Linked DNA regions of Sus scrofa: region 2 is linked to region 1. The links are chromatin contacts, called in public promoter capture Hi-C maps. All regions are on one chromosome and are shown on one strand. The core of a region is the stretch at or near the end of the contact, and the rest is flanking DNA. Distances in the headings are between cores, read along the strand shown.

Region 1 (6,297 bases), core at 1,263-3,762:
AGCCTGGGAACCTCCATATGCCGCAGGAGCGGCCCAAGAAATAGCAAAAAGACAAAAAAAAAAAAAAAAAAAAAAAAAAAAAAAAAAAAAAAAAAAAAAAAAAAATAAAATGGGTATACGTAAACTTTTCCATGGGGCTGGTGCATGTGCTTTTTTCCCCTTAAAGAAATGCCTACTGCTTGCAGTGTAAAAGAATCTCCACCACTCTGCCTGCAGTTTTCAAGCAGAAGTCCTCAATGTACCTTAAGCCAAATTGAATATTAGGTATTTTACAGCTTTTACAAAATGGCTGTAAAATCACATTATGGGCATACACAGCTCTTTGATCTCACTGCACAGAATTCATAACTGTTCAATAATGCTATACCATTACACCACACACCTTAAACTATTTCCATTTTTCCACAATTCCTTCCAAAATCAGCTTCCAAAGCACAGCAATGTAACATGAAAAGTTCCTGGGAGGGCTTGTTACACAAAAGAACAGCTTGGATACAAACTGATCTACACAATATCCATCTTCTGCGGAGCTGACTTATCCCTCCCCTTCCCTCCATCACTGCTAAAGGTGGGTGCACTTGAGTCATGGAAAGAAGAGGCTCTTCCATCACCACACCCTCCCAGCACCTCTGCTTTTGGTCCTCACGCAGGGATTCTGTGTAGGTGATGAAAATCCTAAGAAAAGAGAAGCTGTCCCTTTAAAATGCCCTGCTCTGTCCCACATCCCACGTGGAACCAACATCAGCAGCACTTTCCCACTAACTTCAATGTGATGCAAGAGGCACCATCCTTTTCCATACATAAAACCAGAAAACCTCAGCTTAACATTCTTTCCTGAGGATGAACAGGTGAAGCAAACGTGTCAGGAAGGGAGAAACCCAGCAACTCCCCACCCCACCCCAAAAGGTGCTCCAGTCTTGCACACCAGCCTCTCTGAGCAACATCACCTCTCTACCCCTCCTCTGTAGAGCCCAGTTTAAAGAAAGGAGGGAGCCACTAACAAAACCTGAAGCAGAAATGCGACGAAAATGCAATCTAGAGCCGGAAAGGTTTATTCTTCCAATCACACATATTAACTCTATTAAGAAAATGGCATCACTTTTTTTTTTCCACCAGGGGAAAAAAAAAAAAAAACCCGCAACGATCATTAAAAGAGTTATAAAATAGCAAATATAGTGTTTATCTTATCTCAGATCAGTCCACATTACCAATAAGTTTAGCAGTTTCTGCACTACCATCTCCCCCCCTCCCTCCCCCTCCTTCTCGAGCATCGGATTTTCACGTTTTCTCATTGTCGGTTGAGTTATAAAAGGCTTTTGCCCTTCGAAAGTTTTAAAAAATAAATAAATATTAACTCCTTGGTCCCTGCAAAGTCAAAATGGACTTCAGGGGAAAGGCGGTTCATACTTTTACCTTGAGCGAGAAAAGGGGGAGCATCCCGGATTTTTTGGGATTTTTTTGCGATTTTTAAAAAATTTTTATTTGGTTATATGCCTGAGTTCTCCCTCCATTTTGGTTGTTTATGATACTGACAACAAGCTGTCCCAGCTCTGTGCAGATCTCCTGCTTTCATTTAGCACCCCCTCCCCCCCCGCAGCCACACATCCCGGGCTCACACCTCCCCGCAGACCCCGCACCCCGACCCCGACTCGCCCACCTGAGGAAAGGGCAAAAACAAATTCATTTCTCCCCCAAAGAAAAAACCTCTTTTGAAAAAGGGGCAAAGTTCCCCCAAGTCACTCAAAGTGCCCCCCAAATATTGCCGACTGCGGGTTTCCGCCAGGCCCTTTGGGAAGCGACCTTCCCCCGGGATGTTTTGGTGGAAAATGCGGAGAGTTTACTCTCAAAACTGAATTTATATTAATTTTTCCCTTATTTTTCGGGTCTCTAATGTCTTCCGCTCTCGCTGCTGCCGCTGCCGCTGTCACAATATTCACAGCACCAGAGAGGAGGAGGAGGAGGAGGAGGAAAACTTTTCAAACTTTCCAGACCCTGAATAAAGGGTTTTTTTTTTTTCCCACCGACCTCACCTTCGGGTCTCCAGCCGCATCGCCCCCTGCCCTGTCAGAAGCGACTTCGGGAGTCCTCGCACCCCCGCTGAATGATTTTATTTTATTTTTTATTATTATTTTTCTCTCTGGGGTCCTGAGCAGGGGCTGAGAGTAGCACAAACTTTTCCTCCTCCTGCCGCCGCCGCTGCTCCTCTGCCCCCTCGGCTAGTCCCATAATTTAAATAACCCTGATATTTCTCCCGCTAAACGCCTCTCCGCCGCCCCGGACCCCGGGAGAACTCACCGCGGGGCTTTAACATCCTCCCTCCGGCCCGTCCGCCGCCTTTACACCGCCCGCGGAATTTCTAATAATTTTTTTCTCATATTTCGGGCTGGACGCGGCGGGCCTGGAAATTGTTTCCTTACGCCTCTTTCCAGCAGCCATTGTAGTGTATGCGCTGCCCCTGCAGCCCAACTTGCAGCTGCCGCCGCCGCCGCCGCCGCCGCTGCCGCCGCCGCCGCCGACGTCGCGCCCACCGCCGCCTCCCCCGGCCTGTTCGGCCACCGCCCCCGCCTCCCGCCGGCCCGCCCCCTGCCCCCGCCCGCCGCTGTGCCCGTCCCCCGGGCGCGCTCCGCCCTGGGGCCGGCCACTGGGCGCCCTCGCCGCCGGGATCCGGCCTAGCGATTGGTCCGCCGCGCCGCCCGTCAATCCAAAGCGCTAAGGGGCGGACAGCGGCGAGGGGGGAGCTGCGGGGCGGGGGCGGGGGCGGGGCCGCGCGCGCCGCCCCGCCCACTCCTCCCGCCTCGGCCCTCCTCCCGCCGGCCGGGGGCGGGGCGAGACCCGCCCGCCCCCGCCTCTCAGGACCCCGCTCGGCTGTCAGTCAGGCGGCGGCGCGCACCGATTGGGCGGGCCGCCGCCGGGGAGCGGGGGCAGCATGTTGGGATGCGCGCTACTTAAGGTCCGGCTGCGTGAGCCATTGACGTGTTTGGAGCTGGAGACGGCCTGGGCGCTGGCGAAGCCTCCGCGCGAGCGCGAGGTGAGTGGTCCCCCGCCCTTCCCTCCGCGGCGGCTGCGGGAAGAGAGGGGCTTTCCTGGGCCGCCGCGGGGCTCGAATCCACTTGTTCGGCCTGAAGCCGCTTCCCCCCGGCCTGGCCTCGGCTCGGGCCCCTTCCTCTCGCACCTCCTCCTCGGACTCGGGTCTCTTCGGGACCGGGGCGAGGAAGGCGCCCCCTGCCCGGGCACCCCCTCCCCTCCCTCCAACCTCCTCCCCAGCGTTTGGAGGGTAAGTGGCTACCCTGGCCCCCAGTTTCCTCCCTTTTCTTTGCCCCCTGCCCTTCTCGGCACCGTCGAAGGTCGAAATAAGGTGTGTTCACCTGCGCCCGCGGTCGGCCGTTGGGCGGACAGGCAGCGCCGCGGGAGGCAGCGAGGCCTGGGGCATGCTTTGCTCCGGGGTCTCCCCTCGCCTTCCCCGCCCCCTCCGCAGAGCCACCCCGACTTCCTGACCCTGCCTTTCTGCACCCAGCAGTGGCTTAAAGGGTTGAGGGCCTTGCAGGACGTCTTTCGGCTTCCCGACGGTTACCCCCGCGTTGGGGGTAGCCGCAGGCCCTGCCTGGGCTCCGACCTGCACTGGGCACGGACGTGTCGGCACGTTCCCTTCCTCCCTCCCTTGCAAAGCTGCTCAGAGAGTGGGGACGTGAACCACTTAGATGGGAAATCAAGAAATACTTTTTTAAGCCGTTGGCCCTTTGGAAAAGATTTTAGAGCTGTTCCTGAAATGTGCTGGGCCTTTGCGGCCCCTCCCTCAAATCTTTGTTTTTTTGACTGTCTTCTGCAAGTAGAGCTCCCTAACGTTTGTATGGTGCCTTCAGAAGATGAGGAGATAAAGCCTCTAACGGAATACTCCAGCTTCCCTTCAGACCCGCTCTTCATTGTAAACCGACATTTCCTCTTCATGTGTAGTTAATACATGAGGATTCATGCGAAGACGGTGACATGTGAAAACCCAAACTTAGAGTGACTTGTATTTAGAATCCGGAAGGGAAAGGAAATGAAATGGTGAATAAACTCCCAGAGCAAACCTCCTTTGGTATATGTGATGTTACCTAGGTGTTATTTTTAAAGAATTCCTGACCCGTGGTGCTGGTAAAATTCAAAGTAAGATGCTTTCCTGTAAGGCACCCAACTTGAGTTTTGTCTGCGCCCGATCGTTGTTGAGGTTATATCCAAGGACGACTATGAACAGCTAAGCATAGTTCAGTGTTCTCACAGCATAGGGCAGATATGAAAAAGAAGGCTGTGAATTTATCTCGTGCCATCATCTCTCAGGAAGAAGTCAAGCCTGCAAACAAACACATTGTGTTCAGGAGAGGGAAAAGCTTCTAGCTATGGTTGAACAGGATCTTGAATTAATTCACTTTTTGCTAAGCTGTTTTTGTTAACCTAGGTATACTCAGGTATTGGTCAGTGAAAATCACAAAGGGATTACTTAGTGGCCCTAAAAGCAAAGGGCTCTGGAATGACTAGACGTTTTTGCATCCTGCTTTTTAAAGGTTGTCTTCTTTAACCTGGATATCCTGATCTTTGCCTTAATAGAGAAACTGAACTAAGTGACTTTTTTCAGAATACTTCCACTTTTCAGGAGCTCGTGGGGTTTGTTTTTTCTGAATGTATTTTATTTCTTTTAACATGGCTGATGTTTTTGGATGGTCCCATCCTGGGCAGGAAATGTAGAAACCATTTTGTATGGAAGTCATTACCTCTTTCTGGTTATCCTGATGCAGTTTTTTATTCAGTGTTTTTTTTTTTGTTTTTTTTGTTTTTGTCTTTTTTTAGTGGGTCACACTGCACTATTTGTTGGCTTCTCCTTGGGTCTTTAGGTAAAAGACAAACTAGAACAGGATTCAGGGGGAAGCTCTTTAAATTAGTGCAGAACATTTACAGATATTTCTGGATGGCTGATTGATAATATACCAATATATCGAAGCAAACAAAATAATCACTTTTAAATAATTAACAGCTAGTTGACTTTCTAATTTCTTTTAATTCCTTCTCAGACATGTTTTTGAAAATAATAGACATAGCAATTTCAGTTAACCACGTTATAGACAGTAGTCGTCAGTCAGCATTCACGATGTGGCTCAGAGGGTTAAGCACCTGACATTGTCTTGGATCCTTGGATCCCTGGCCTCGCTCAGTGGGTTAAGGATCTAGAGTTGCTGTGATTGTGGTGTAGGCCTGCAGCTGCAGCTCCAGTTCGACCCCTAGGCTGGGAACTTCCATGTGCTGCAGGTGCATCCCTAAAAAGAAAAGAAAAAGGAGCAGTTGTCCTGGGATGTAGTTGACATTATCTGTCGTATGAGTGTGTGACTTGACTTGGAATCACTAATTGGCTCTTAGAGAACTCTGATCATCCTTAATCGATAAAGGCTTCTGCAGAGCTGTGTTGGTATAAGGGTTTGGAAGATTAATGAACCACAGTACTAGTACCAGCTTACTTCAACGCAGGGACATCTTAGTTAAGTGGAGGATGCCACTGGAAGTTAAGTTTCAGATTTCTTTTTGTAACTTTTCAAAATGTCAACTAAGCCATAACTTTGCTTTTTCAGTATATTGGCCATCCTAGGTCTGGCCATGGAGTAGATCTTCAGGTGCTTCAGTGAACAGATGTCTTTGCTAAAATTAGGTTGTTCGAAATTATCCCATCCCAGTCTTGTCCGCTAATCAATGTGTAAACAGGAAGCAATCGCTACGGTGCATAGGCTGTGTTCTTAGGTTCTGTTAATACATTTAATTGCTTAACCTTTAGAAATAGGGATAAACTAAAACTGAATTTGAGTTGAACTGTCTTTCTTCCTGGACGTTGTAATCAAATTTCTGTAGATGCATTTAAATCATTTAAACGTGGCCTTTGTGCTGAGACACGTGACAATGCAAAGGAGGATCACATCCAAGTGTTTATTCTAAAAAATACACAGGATATGGCGTTCCTTACCATATAAGCATTATGCCAGAATTAACTTCGCAAGTACTTGTGGAGCTAATGAGATTTCCTGTGTGAATCACTGGGTAACTCTCCCCCCCTACACACACCTGCCTGCAGGAAGAAGGATGCCGGTGGTGGCTCGGAGCATGAGGGATCCTGACGTGAATCCGTGCTTGTCGGTAAGCTGGTGGCTTTCGTTTGTTATGAGTGTTAAGCTGGAAAAACAGGCTGCTTCTGATTTTGTGGCCATTGGCTTTCTGCAGTTCTTGAATAAAGTTATTTCTGTACAAAAAATAATCCTGACCAGCATATCCTTATTTCGC
Region 2 (6,297 bases), core at 1,127-3,626, 320 kb before region 1:
TTTTTCAAAAGTTTCTCAATCAAGCAAATGGAATGAGAATAGAGTTTTAGCGCCATACACGTGAACAGGAGCACAGAGATTAAAGCCACTTTGCTTACCGTGCCAGACAGCTGCATGTCCATCCCACAGCGTTGCCACTGTCTTCCTCGCACCATCCCATAAATTATGAGAATAAGCTTCTCTCAATACATTCTTCCTCTTATAAATGTGTAAGAAAATAATAGTAAGGTAGAGAAGAAAAATAGTAAAGTAAGGAAGTATTAAGAGTATTAGTGGTGTAAAAACCCACAGGAGATAGTTTGCAAAATTCAAATAGTCCTCCAATTGCTCCACACCAAACCATCCTTCAAGTATGTGGACAAGACAAGTCATATAGGGCATGGAATCCTGTCCTGTACCACAGGTTTGGTTTTTGCCTATCATTTTTCTTTAGGTGAAAATGACAAATTCAGGCTTGCTCTTCATCATCATGGCAGGTCTTTAATTTTGCCACTAGAAGGGAAAAACAATCCAATGTTATTCTCTTCACAGGTGAAAGGTTATATGCTTCAGTCTACATGAATACTGTTAGTCTTTCTTAATACCAAAAATGAATAGATTGTTAACAGTTAACTTTGTTGCAGATTTAAATATGAAAATGGGTTTCATTTGTCCACACATGAAGTGGGTTGGGCTTAGCTTCTGAAATAATTCACAAGCTATAATTATGAGAGGAAAATAAAGCCGATGAATGAAATTTCAGATCAATCTTAGTAACCTGACTTATACCTTAAGTGGCTCATGCTGATCATTTGTATCTTAAACTAGGTTATGTTGAGATAACTGTTCTTCACAGAAGAAAACGTCAATATCTGATGTTTAGTATTCAGTTCCAATGAACAATCAATCAACAGCTGAAGTTTATCTAATATTTCAGTTAGGACCTCTGGTAAACAACCATTTTATCTCCAAAATGACACATTTTGGATTTCAAGCTTCAAGTTCTAGGTTCTGATATGCATTACCTGTCAAGGTTTTTGGTTTTGGTTTTTTCCAATTCTAGAATGTCCTTCAATTTCTAGCTAAAACCTTCCACTCTGATAATTACTGTTCTACACTAATTTGCTTAACTGCCCTCATCCTCCAAATGTCCCACATCTGTACTGGTTTATCTGTGACCGTGCAGCACCCTTATCTTCTTGAGTCACCAACATAAATAAGGCAGCAGTAAGGATTCGGGAACAAACATTTCATTCAAACATTAATCTATTTCCACCCACCAGTAAACGCAGCCCAAATATTAGGGACTCTTCCAAAAGTCTGGATTTTATCTCAGTTCGTATAATAATACGATAAAGCAATACCAAGCCAAGTCCGAAGTGGTCCGACAACCTGCAAGCCTGAACCGCTTCTTGGAGGAAGCTGCCCGGGGAATTTTCAACCAATGCCACGCAGCAAACACTGCTTTTTTCGAATCCAGCAGCTCTGCCCCAGTTTTCGACATTCTGGTTTGTGTCCAAGTACCTTTCGTGTTAATCGCAGTTAGAGGGCTGAGCCCTGTTTCGCAGGCTGCAAACCCCGGGGGGCCGACAGGGCCAGGTGCCTCCAGAGCGTGGACCCACGCAAACTAGTAACAGCGCTGGTGAGGCTTCATGCACACCGGTCGCTTCCGTCCTTCCCGAGGCCCCAGAAAGCAGGTGCTATGAACCAATCCCTATTTGCAAAAGATCCCAGCGAGGCCCGGGAAGGGTTGAGTCGCCCCCCTCACCCGGGTCACACAGGTGGTAAGGGGCTTCGGGCAGGCCTCCAGCCGCCACCGCCCCCCCCCCCCCGCCCCCGACCACTTTTGGCTCCACAACCAGTGGGTTCATTCGGGTCCCCAGGAGAGCGTCCCCGGGAAGCCCGCGGGCCTGCAGGGAGGTGGGGACACCTCGCCCCCACCCGAGTAAAGACGACACCCGCCGAACCAGAGCGCCTGAAGCGCGAGGGGAGGTGCGGGCCGCGGTGAACGGGGTCGTTGTGACCAGGTAGGGCCTCCCTTCCGGCCACTCCGGTGGCCCGAGCCGAACAGCGAGTCCAGTGGAGGCCGGGGACTCCGGGCGGCCAAGGGAGAGAAAACACGCAGCCTTGGCGCTCGGGCCCGAACCTATCCCGGCGCCGCGGAACGCGGGGAGGCGTAATTGGGGACCACGTACCTCATACCGGAGGGGGCAGAGGTGGTTTGGCTCGCCTTCACCTAGGAGCAGCGGCGGGAGCTCCTCCGTGATACACCCGGCGAAGCGGAGCAACTCAAGCGGCCGGGGAGGAAAACGCCAAACTGCGGGTGCAGCCCGGGAGGCCTTGAGTGTAACACCGCCTTCGCCCCGCCCCTTCCGGTAGCCTCCCGGAATCACTTCCGGTGGCTGCTCCCCGCTGGCTCCAGGCTCTGGGTAACCCAGGCCAAGTGATCACGCGCAGCCGATCCCTCTGGAGGCTTCCCCTCTGTGCCCGGGAGCGGAGCAGCGGCCGGGAGGTCTCCCCGCGCCTGTGCCACGCGGCCGCCTCCTCCGAGGCGCTGCGATGTGCTGCGAGAAGTGGAGTCGCGTGGCCGAAATGTGTCTCTTCCTGGAAGACCTGCAGGAGGGCTCCCGGATCCTATGCTTCTGCTCTCGGGCGTTCGTGGAGTAAGTCAGACGCGGGCCTCCAGGTTCCCGATGTGAGGGCTGCAAGACAGGGTGACCGATCGATCCCCGACACCGCGGCCGGGGTCCCTGACCCCGGGGAGAGGGATGCTTTAAGAAAGGAAAACGAGACCTCAGACTACGACGGGGTGTCGCCTGGGGCCCTTAAACGCGGGAGTAAATCTGCCCTGTGGGCGGTTGGGGAAAGATGCGGAGCTGATATTTGTCACTTTACACTGATCGACTGAGGGAACCGCCAAAAACTGGGGAAAGAAATTGAAATGAAAGCGCTCTAGGATGTGACATCACAGGGTGAAGGTTTAAGACGAATAACTTCTTGGGGTAACATCTTTTTTGAAACCTTAAGATTTGTTAAAGCGCAAGTGCACATAATGAGAACTTCTCGTTATCTGAAAGATTTAACTATAATTATGTCGGGTTTTGAGCTCTCCTGATTTTTGGAAAATAGCTGTTTTAGGTAAAAGTTGCCCTGCATGGGAGATAGTAGGTAAGAAAGAAACTGACTCAAGAATTGGATTTGGGGGCTTTTTTTTGTTTTTTTTAATTAGGTGTGTGAGTTTCTCATGCAATCCTTTTTTAAAAAATCTCAGAAATTGGTTTATCTGCCCTAATCCTTTCACTGGCTTTTTGTTAGTTAAGTTATTCAACTTGCAGAAGTGGATTTTATGTGATAGTCTTAATATATTTTAATATGGTAGAATTTAAATTTGAAGGAAATTTTACTATTCACCATGTGTTTTTGAGGCATAATTGGAAAATTAATCTGAAAAATTAAATTTCATGTAAAAAATATTGTCGCTGCTGTATTAATGCAGCTGCACATGCATTCAGATATTCATCCAGAATCACCATGCTCTGTGGACTGAGCAATCTCTCAAAAATTTGCGTTATAGAGAACCCTTTGCAAGGGTAATGGGATATTCTTCAAGTACCAGGCATCAGAAATATATCTTTCCTGGTGATGAGTGCTCTTAAAGATTCTTGCCCTAAATAGAAAACAGAATTTTCATAAAAATTTAAGCACTATCATTCTCTCTCGCTTACCTTTCTGCCTCAGAGTAGTTGTAGCCTTGGGATTCACTAGTGACAACCTTGGACACCTGTCTCTTGTGTCACCCCTGGAGAGGTGTCTTTCTGCTCAATCCTCTGGACATGGTGTAACCTGTCAGCCTGGCCCACTCCCCTCAAGGCACGCAGGTGGCACTGTGGCTGAGGCCACGGAGTTCACTGGAAAAGAGTACCTGGCTGATATGGGGTGTGAGGGCCAAGAAAGAGGAGTCAGCTTGCTCACGTACCAGCCACGGCACATACTCAGTTCTTAGCCTGCAGCCCTTTTAAGGTTTGATGTTGTCTTCATGAAGCTTCCTTTCCAAAAAAGAAGAGAAGGGTAGGGAATACAAGTTATAAAAAGTTGAGAAAAGTTCTTGTACTTTATCTATAGGAAACAGGACGCAACTGGAATAGGTCGCAAAATCGGTGAAGAGAAGAGAGCAAGGTGGCTTTTCCCTTTAGATCAGTTAATGGTCAGGTAAATTATAACCCTTTAGGGCAAAATAACTTGGAAATATAACCTCAGCATTGTTGCTGGTAGTCATTGAGAAGTCCTCAGGAGTGGGAGGAAAGATGCTGGGAGTTCAGAGGCTCCTAAGTGATTTTTCAAGTAGGGAAAAGGATTGTTTCAAAATCTAAAAACGACAAATTTGACTGTTGGCAAAGTTCTATTGGAGGATTAAAATGAAAGGTCAGTACCATGTAGCAAAAAACAGAAAATGAGCTTTAGCGTAGGTGCCAAATTGAGCTGATTCTTAGGCTAAATAAGATTATAGAACATAATATTGTAACTAATTTCCTTTTTCCTTTTTTACAGCTGCACCTGCCCATGTGGAAGTTCCCAGGCTAGGGGTGGAATCGGAGTGCAGTTGCCAGCCTACACCACAACCACAGCAACACAGGATCCAAGCCACGTCTGTGACCTAAGCTATAGCTTGAGGCCACACTGGAACCTTAACCCACTGAGTGAGGCCAAGGATCCAACCTGCATCCTCACAGAGATTAGTCCTATATCCTCAGAGGAGATTACTCAGGTTCTTAACCTGCTAAGCCACAATGGGAACTCCTTGTAACTAATTTTCAATTTCTGAGGACATTACATTAACATACTGTCTTAGGAACTCTATAATTGGAGTAATAATTATAATTCATCTACACATTTAACTTTCTATGTATTTTCTATGTGAAGTTCATATATATTTACAGTGTTATAGATCTCTTAGAAATGATCAGTACAATGGCTATATAGCAACATGAAAAAAATCTTTAATTTACATTTCAGAATATAAAATACTTAGACAATGGTTACAATTATGTAAAAAATTTTGTGCTTATGTACAAAACCTAGAATAGAAAATGCTGAAAGGATGGAGTAGTAGGTTTTTGCCTAAAAGTTGCCTGCACTGTCAATCACAAGCTTTAATTATTTTTCAAATAATTCATTTTGAAATAATTTCAAACTCATAAAAGTAGTTCAGAGAAGGATATGAAAGTACAAGTACACAAGAATTTTGTTTTGTTGAATTTATTGTAGCTCCATTAGGAAAGTAGTATTAGCTACTACTTGCAGTTATGATGGAATTTATTACAGCCTGATTTACCGGTAAGAAGATATAATAGCAGCCCTCCCCCCTTTATTAAGTTTTCTACTAGGTACATGTTGGATATAACTTCCCATCTTAGTAAAGAAAAAATGTAGATGGAGGTATATAAAGAAAAGTTTAACCATTCACTGTTTTAAGAGTCATTGACACTGAATTGTTTTATCTTATGTTTCAGTTTGACAAAATAAATAAGAACTTCATTTTATGTCAGGCCCTGAAACATCCTTAGCTCAGCCCATGAGTGTCGCATCCACTAGGCAATGGATTATGTGGCTTATTTGCAAATTGACTAGGGTCTGCATGTGGGCTTATAAATGTGTAAGACAGATCTTTTCACATTTATCCTCACTCCTTCAATCAAATTTAGAGAATATTTCACTGCTTGTGTGTCATAAGGAGGGTCAGATTCTTCCCCCAATATCCAGAACTGCCGCTTGATTTTAATAATTAATGATGGGTGTTATGATCTGCGTGCCGTGTAGTGTATAGCAAATGTTTTACATTTACAGTCTTTACACCAGCCCCCTGAGGTGTGTGTTATTACCTCTGTGTTACAGAGAAGGAAAATGTATTCGCATGTAGCTTTCCTGGTTTTCAGTCTTTTCATTAATTAATCTATGCCATCTTAAATTTTTTCTCTAAATTTATTGTGTAATTTTTTTCAGTCTTGGCTTTTAATTTGCTTTACAGAGATCGGAAATTGTACAATTTGGGATTAAAAGGCTACTATGTGAAAGACAATGGCAACAATGCAGGTAATACGGCAAGAAGCTACAGACCTTTTTTGCTGAAAATATTATAAATGACAAATGATTGTATCATCATAGATAGTTCATATTTTTTTCACTATAACATGGTCCTGGAATCGCTCAGAGCAGATCTTCCCATTGCCTGTAGCTAGCCCATGTTTGGACTTGAGGCAGCCTCTCTTGCCCTGTACAGCATTCCTTCCTGAGCTGTCACCATTAGGTAAGAGAGACCTG

Evidence for each region. Promoter capture Hi-C pulls out the DNA fragments that hold promoters and counts their contacts.
Region 2: a contact with region 1 is called in a promoter capture Hi-C map of liver, with 7 times the contacts expected there. The contact joins the promoter of TGS1 here to the promoter of PLAG1 in region 1. A contact is called at or near these places in 1 of 5 promoter capture datasets (liver), 2 of 47 Hi-C or Micro-C datasets (alveolar macrophages and heart right ventricle) and 1 of 2 datasets of contacts at active chromatin or transcription factors (alveolar macrophages).

What each region holds. Positions count from the first base shown.
Region 1 is chr4:75,642,800-75,649,096 of Sscrofa11.1, reverse strand. PLAG1 (zinc finger protein PLAG1) reads right to left here and starts at 2,512. Exons shown (of 3, transcript XM_021089355.1): 1 at 2,296-2,512. It overlaps CHCHD7 (coiled-coil-helix-coiled-coil-helix domain-containing protein 7), which reads left to right and starts at 2,879. Exons shown (of 4, transcript XR_002343320.1): 1 at 2,879-3,028; 2 at 6,092-6,153.
Region 2 is chr4:75,965,231-75,971,527 of Sscrofa11.1, reverse strand. It overlaps TGS1 (trimethylguanosine synthase), which reads left to right and starts at 2,376. Exons shown (of 14, transcript XM_001927876.6): 1 at 2,376-2,642; 2 at 6,005-6,069. The coding sequence starts at 2,539. It overlaps TMEM68 (transmembrane protein 68), which reads right to left and starts at 2,327. Exons shown (of 7, transcript XM_021089365.1): 1 at 2,175-2,327; 2 at 99-492. The coding sequence starts at 423.